Regions from separate parts of the Danio rerio genome. Here region 1 is linked to region 2. Evidence: chromatin contacts called from public Micro-C data. All regions are on one chromosome and are shown on one strand. The core of a region is the stretch at or near the end of the contact, and the rest is flanking DNA. Distances in the headings are between cores, read along the strand shown. Region 1 holds the start of wwox (WW domain containing oxidoreductase). Region 2 holds the start of mafb (MAF bZIP transcription factor b).

Evidence for each region. A called contact is a pair of places that touch in the nucleus more often than the background predicts.
Region 1: a contact with region 2 is called in a Micro-C map of caudal fin, with 13 times the contacts expected there. The contact joins the promoter of wwox here to the promoter of mafb in region 2. A contact is called at or near these places in 2 of 18 Hi-C or Micro-C datasets (caudal fin and hematopoietic stem cells) and 1 of 4 datasets of contacts at active chromatin or transcription factors (embryo).

The regions. Positions count from the first base shown.
Region 1 is chr25:39,786,654-39,790,653 of GRCz12tu, forward strand. It overlaps wwox (WW domain containing oxidoreductase), which reads right to left and starts at 2,371. Exons shown (of 9, transcript NM_200913.1): 1 at 2,179-2,371; 2 at 1,956-2,020; 3 at 1,239-1,296. The coding sequence starts at 2,285.
Region 2 is chr25:39,316,420-39,320,428 of GRCz12tu, forward strand. mafb (MAF bZIP transcription factor b) reads left to right here and starts at 2,411. Exons shown (of 1, transcript NM_001316669.2): 1 at 2,411-4,009. The coding sequence starts at 2,873. The coding sequence ends at 3,856.

The DNA.
Region 1 (4,000 bases), core at 1,121-3,620, 470 kb after region 2:
AGTGGAGACAGAATGAATATTGTGTCTGACTCCATCATGAGCTTGGAGGACTGCATCCATACATCTCTGACATGACTCACATCACTGATTCATAAAGTCATCTGGAATGAAGAAGAAAGCCTTCAGCAGGATCCCAGAGTTCATCAAGAGTCTCTGTGTTCATCTTCAACGCCTCCTCCTTCATCAGCTCAATAATGTTGATGTCTGGTCACTGGGCTGGCCAATCCTGGAGCACTCTTTGCTGTGGTTGTTCGGTCCTGTGGTTTGTAATGTAATGGGCAGCACAGATGTCTTGATTCCTCAGGCTGTTGATGTTGATCATCCACTCTGCAGATCTCTCCATACTGAGTGCAGACCCCAAACCATTATTTCTCCTTTACCAAACTTAACTGATTTCTCTGAGAATCTTGGTCCATGCGGGTAGCAGTAGATCTTCTGCAGTATTGGTGATGAATGGGATGCAGATGATTCAGCAGAGAAATCCACCTTCTGACACTTTTACACACGATCAACTAGAAGACGAGTTGCTCTTACAACTGGGATCCATCACAAGACTTTTGTCATGAAGCGTAGTCTCTTGCAAAATGACAGCACATATTTTACTAGTTATCATGGCAAAGATAAAAGAAATTAGTATCTATTATGTTTAAAATTGTTGTAAAAATCTGCTGTTAAACAATTTTGGCAATTTTTGAAAAAGATCAAATAGTGATGAGGGTAAATAGTGTATAAAAAAAAAAAAATAGTGTTTTTTAGACTGCTAAAAACAGCTTAAATATATAATTAATTATATTTATAACCATTTATTATCATGCTTTTTTAAATATTTTTTCTAATAAATCACCATGCCCCATCATTTTAAAAATTAATACATTGCTACTCTATATTAAAAAATAAATAAATAAATAAATAAACTCCACTTAAAAATTAAGGCAACCAGCTTCAGGATATGGAGTTTACTCAATTTAAAATCGAGTCAAGTGCAGTATTTGGGTTGAAAGTGGAGTCATATCAAACATGTCCTGAAGCTGGTAGCCTTAAAATTAAGTTGAATCAACTTTTTATTTTACAAAGAAAATGCAGATTTAATAATAAAACTGGTATTTATCAGCTTAAAAATCAAAAAACTTTAATTACAAAGTCAAAGAAACTGTAGAAAATCTTTTGCAGTAAAACATACTCCATTTAAACGCAACTCATAAAATGAGGCGATGATTTAAAAATCAAGTTCAACTCACTCCACATAGAAGATTTGGCCTTTATCATCGGTCTCCTGCTCCCATCCGTATGGCAAAGCTATGAAATACAAAACAATCATTTAATTAATTATTCAATCATTTTCCTTCAGCTTAGTCTCCGATTTATCAAAGGTCGCCACAGCGGAATGAACCGCCAACTATTCCAGCATATGTTTTACACAGCGGATGCCCTTCCAGCTGCAACCCAGTACTGGGAAACACCCAAACACACTCACTCACTCACTCTCTCACACAACGGCTAATTCATCTCACTAATTACCCTATAGCACATGTGTTTGGACTGTGGCGACCCTTGATAGAGGAAAAAAGCCAGAGGAAATTCAATCAATCTATAAATCAATCAATCAATCAATCAATCAATCAACCAATTAATTAAGGTCAGTAAGGAATTATATTCAGGTCTGACCAATGTTGTGCTGTGATAGTGGTTGGCTGCTAATATGATCTCTCTTGGAATTAGCAAATAACACTTTTCTGAAATGCTAAATTACTGAATATAAAACCAACTTGAGCTCAATCAGAGATGTTTAAGTGTGTGAAGGTGGACATCAGTGCCTGGATATCTGGACTAAAAACAAGGCACAAGCTAAGAAAATATTTGTGTTTGCAGTGCGAGATGTGTTTGTGTATCTGTGAGGGAAATAAACACCACGGGCAGTGTTATTATTGGAGATGATGGAACTGTTCTCCTCCTACCTCCAGCACAGCGTTTCTTCTTGCCGGTTTTGGGATGCTCCCACTGGGTCTTCATCTCCTCATGACTGAAATATCAATAACATTGTTTGATTGATTAGCGACAGCTGTCAATCACTCGATAAATACCCTCAGAAACACCCGACAACAGCAATGAACGACGGTAAAAGCAAACATGTCGTGTGTTTGTATGTGTGTAGTGTAGTGTGTATGTCTTAAAACTCACTTAGCGTAATAAACCCATCCGTCTTTGGTGGACCTCTCCTCCCAGCCCGGCGGTAGCTCGTCTTCGCTGTCTGTATCCTCCATTCCGGCGTATTTGAGAGCCGCCATTGCGAAATTATTGAATTTCCACGCTAATAAATCTCTTTAACTTCTGTGAGGTGTTTGTTTGGCAGCGCGCACACACGCGTTACAATAATCCTGACAGGGCACTTCCGCAATCACAACCTGACGCCACTAAGAGGCGGAGTAACGGCACGCGGTCCTCGAGTGGGCGGAGTTTAGCGGGTGTTGTTAGAAGGGATACAGCCGCGGATGGAGGTTAACGAGTGTTTTACCTATTTTTTATTAAATTACCCATTAGTTGTATTTTATTAACGTCAACCCCTACCTTAACCCTAAACCAAACCATCACAGTAATGTAAAAACTGTAATTATACCGAGTATTATTGATTTTATTTATTAAATTAGACATTAATAGTATTTTATTAACGTCTCACACTACCCCAACCCTAAACCTAGCCCTCACAGTAATATAAAAACTGTAATCATAACGTGTATTATTCATTTTAGTTTTTAAATTACCCATTAATTGTATTTTATTAACGTCTCCCCTACCTCAGAGGTGTAAAACTCGATGCTTGAGATTCAGCGTGCTGGAGAGTTCAGCTTCAAACTCCTTAACCAAACACCTGAACCAGCTAATCAAGCTCTGATTAGGTATACTAAAGACTAGCAGGTGTGTTGAGGCAAGTTGGATCTAAAATCAGCAGGACAGGCCCTCCAGGACCGAGTTTGGACCCGCCCTACCCCAACACTAAACCAAACCATCACAGTAATGTTAAAACTGTTATTCAATCGAGAATTGTTTATATTATTTGTTAAATTACACAATAATTCTATTTTATTAAGGTTTCCCAATACCCCAACCCTAAACCCAACCCTCACAATAACATATAAACGGTAATTACATCGAGAATTATTCATATTATTTATTAATTTACCCATTACATATATTTTATCACCGTGTCCCACTACCCCAACCATCACAGAAATGTACAAACAGCAATTACATCTTGTATTATTCACATTATTTATTAAATCACACATTAATTGTATTTTATTAATGTCTCCCAATACCCCAACCCAAACCTAACCCTCACAGTAACATAAAAACAGTAATTATATCCAAAAATAACCCATTAATTGTGTTCTATTAACATCAACACCTGTCCCAACCCTAAACTTATAATATAAAAACAGCAATTATAACAAGTATTATTCATATTACTTATTAAATTAACCATTGTGTTTCATTAACGTCTAGCCCCACCCCAACCATTAGAGTCATGTACATTTCAGTATATAGATTCTAAATTTTGCCTATTGTTGTGATTCTCTTTCATTTCATTAATTCTTCTGTTCATGCATGCAAGGCCTATTTTGTTTGTGCATTTTTCTGAACCCTATTAAAAATAAAGTTTATTAAGCTTCATTTTTAAGCAATATATGCTTCCTGTATGCTTTATTGGCAAATATAATGTGCATATCAGGCTTGTAAATCTAATTTGAAAAAAGTAAATAAAAATAAATAAATTCTACAGCATATTTGTGAATTTCCCACCTACATTCATTCATTTTCTTTTTGGCTTAGTCCCTTTATTAATCAGGGGTCGCCACAGCGGAATGAACCGCCAACTTATCCAGCACATTTTTACGCAGCGGATGCCCATCTCTGGGAAATTTCCCAACTACAATCTTAAACAAAAAAAAGCAAGTTAAAAAATATGATGTATTGTAAACTAAATTGAAAAGCACTGTGGTCT
Region 2 (4,009 bases), core at 1,161-3,660:
ATGCATGTGTGTGCATATAGAGTTTTTGTTTATTATATATATATATATATATATATATATATATATATATATATATATATATATATATATATATATATATATATATATTATTTCAAATTACATTATATTTCCTTTCACATTTTAACAGTTTTTGTCCCAGTTCTGTGTTGAAAAAACCCAGATATCTTTTTAAGCTGGCATTACATATCCTTTACAACTTGTAATAAATGTTCTGCACTGAATTACATTCACACACTCATAAAATACCTCTCTGAGTCAATATTTAAAGCATTAAAATGACAAACATTGTTGAACAATAATAACACACACATCATCATCAGCAGCAGCAGCAGCAGCGTCGCCCTGAAGAATCAGATGAATCTGCTGTAGTTAAGCACATTTATATTTGTTCCTCATATCTGCGAGTCTTTATTCCTCTTGATTGTTGAGCAGTTACACACTCATAAGGGACGCAAATTCAATATTTATTCAGTGCTTTTGAACGGCCTCCGAAGGCTTTTGTTGGCTGATCTAATTAATGAAATAATATGTTGATTTTCTCGGTTTGGGTCCCCAAGAACGGCGACCGAGACTGCGAGAGGATTCCCGTCCTCCTGGGAAACTGCGCGTTTGTATTTATTTTTGTGTGTTTGCTGGCGGCTTTGTAGTTTGCGTGTCTTCCTGGCGTGTTTCTCCTCCGAGAGAGCCGGATCTCCTGTGAGAATCGCTGCTTTTATTGTCTGCTAATGCAGCTCCAGGACTGAAAGGCTGTTTATTAAGGAACCCACAGCGTTTGTTTTTACTTTATCTGCAATATGAATGAGTGTAACTGGCATTAATGTTACTTTCACGTGTTGGAGATGCACATATTGCATGCTATTATTGTAATTAAATTCTAGAACAACGTGTAATTGCAATAATTACGTGCTGTATTACACTGACGTGAACATGATTGAAGGAAAACTGAAGCAAATATGGGACAAGATTCTGTTTTATTTATGATATTCACAATACAAGCTGACAAATAAACACTTTTTGTGTTGTTTTAAAGAAATGTTTAATGCAAAAATATAAACAACATGAACATTTTAAATTTTTCAGTGAAATATTTATATTTTTAACTTGGTGTTTTAATAAATTATTCACATAAAATTAAATATAGACACAAAATTTGTATATAAAACATGAAAAATTAATTTAAATTAAATAATTTGTAAAATGTAAACACCACTTGTCAAATGCAAATAAGGATGTTAATGTTTATTTGATTAAATTATTTATTATTAATATAGTCACTCATTTATTTATCTGAATTGTCACCCAAATCAGAATATCACCTCTAATTAAAAATGTCATTAAATAAAATGTTGCACAACACACTTAAATAAATGGCATGTATATATATATAGCCTATAAATAAATAAATAAATAAATAAATAAATAAATAAATAAATAAATAAATAAATACAAATATATTTCTATTTTTCTGTGGATAATTGCATATTTAAGTGAAGAATCATGGATTATTTTTTAATGATTATGTTTAGAATGCTAAATTCTACCCTAAGTATATTGTACATCTTTCACAGTAAGCATATGAACTATTAATTTGAAATAAACCATAATGTAATGTCATGTGAAAGAGCTGTGTGTGCAGTTTTTGCGTCTCATGAATCTGCGCTTGCCGACAGGAGGCGCTCTTGAGTTTCAGAAGCGCTTTGTGGGACAGCGGAGACTCAGAATAGAGGATAAATGAATATATTCACATTAAAACCACATATAAAGTGTACACAGTGGCGAACATGTGTGCATGTTTGCAGTGCTTTAGCAGTTACACGTGTTAATAACACATTCATTCATCTTAATGTTATTAATAACATGATTGGGGATTTATTTGAATACATGCAAGTGTTATGCAAGTAAAACAAAGCATTTGTAGACTTTACCATGGTTTAAATAAGTGGAATCATATTTCATATTGATAAACAAGGCTAGCATTTTTTAATATAGCCGTGAGTACGCGTATATATATATATATATATATATATATATATATATATATATATATATATATATATATATATATATATATATATATATATATGGAGTATTTTCAAGACCGTATCAGTGATCATCATTATATTGATCATATCTGTCGGAATATCTGATCATGCATGAGCATTGCAGAGTAAACCCGCGTTACCTGTCTGACTTGAGAAGCAGGCGCGCGTCCGGAAAGGGTTAATGCGCGTGTCACTTCTGACAGTTCGGAAAACTTTTGTTTCTGCTCTCGTATGTAAATGAGGTCCCGGATTGAGCGAGCCGATTGGCTACGAGTCCGAGTCAATTTCGTATTTCAAACCTGACGTCAGGGCGCCTATAAAACTCAGCATTGCTTTTATACTCGTATGCTCGGTGATCCTTTAAAAAGTCTAGAACAAGCCCGGAGTACTTTTTTTTTCTTCTTGTTCCCCTCCCAGCCGAGCGTCCGATTGCCAATCACGCGCACACACACACACGCGCGCGCACACACGCACGAATACACACACATGTTACGGTCTTGATTTCAACGAAAGTATTGAGAAAGAGGAAAAAAAGAGAGAGAAAAGCGCCATGCGGTGTTAAACGGCCGGACTCGCACGCACGCGTCCACACTCGCGCACAAAGACAGAGGAACCGGAGACGCACGCGCTCCTGCGTCCGCGCGCGAGACCGGCGTCACTTTGACAAATAAATCGGCGGCCGCTCGCGAAGCCTTTTCTCCGCTTTTGAAGAATTAAATAAAGAAATCACGCTGGCTCACGCTGTCCCGAACCCGACCACTCTGACAGCTGCTCTTCACCCCCTTTGGAGGACTGTCAACAGCAAAAGGATGGCATCAGAACTGGCAATGAGCAGCTCCGACCTGCCCACCAGTCCCCTGGCCATGGAATATGTTAATGACTTCGATCTGATGAAGTTTGAAGTGAAAAAGGAGCCGGTGGAGCCCGATCGCAGCATCAGCCAGTGCAGCCGCCTGATCGCCGGGGGATCCCTGTCTTCCACCCCGATGAGCACGCCTTGCAGCTCGGTTCCCCCTTCCCCAAGCTTCTCGGCGCCCAGCCCGGGCTCCGGGAGCGAGCAGAAGGCGCACCTGGAGGATTTTTACTGGATGACCGGCTACCAACAGCAGCTCAACCCAGAGGCTTTGGGCTTCAGCCCCGAGGACGCGGTGGAGGCGCTGATCAGCAGCAGTCACCAGCTCCAGAGCTTCGACGGCTATGCGCGCGGGCAGCAGTTCGGAGGCGCGGCGGGCGCGGGCGGCGCGATGGCCGGCGAGGAGATGGGCTCGGCCGCCGCGGTGGTGTCCGCGGTGATCGCCGCCGCCGCCGCGCAGAACGGAGCGCCGCACCACCACCACCATCACCACCACCACCACCCCGCCGGGCACCACCACCACCACGCGGCGCCCGGCGCGCAGTCCAACGGCGCGTCGGCCGGACACCCGGGACACATGCACCTGGACGACCGCTTCTCGGACGAGCAGCTGGTGACCATGTCGGTGCGCGAGCTCAACCGGCAGCTGCGCGGCGTCAGCAAGGAGGAGGTGATCCGGCTCAAGCAGAAGAGGAGAACCCTGAAAAACCGAGGCTACGCGCAGTCGTGCCGCTACAAGCGCGTGCAGCAGAGGCACGTGCTGGAGGGCGAGAAGACCCAGCTGATGCAGCAGGTGGACCACCTCAAGCAGGAGATCTCCAGACTGGTGCGCGAGCGCGACGCGTACAAGGAGAAATACGAGAAGCTGATCAGCAGCGGCTTCCGAGAAAACGGCTCCAGCAGCGACAACAACCCGTCGTCCCCGGAGTTTTTCATGTGAGTTTCTGCTCGCCACTTCTTGAACGAGTTCGGCAGGCGCGCGCGCGTGTGTTGTCGCGCGGAGTAACGGGCGTGCACTTGCTGTCTGTTCTTAATTTAATTTAAAAAACTTTTCTTTTTTTTTCTTTTCTTTTTTTAGCAGAGTTTAGATTTA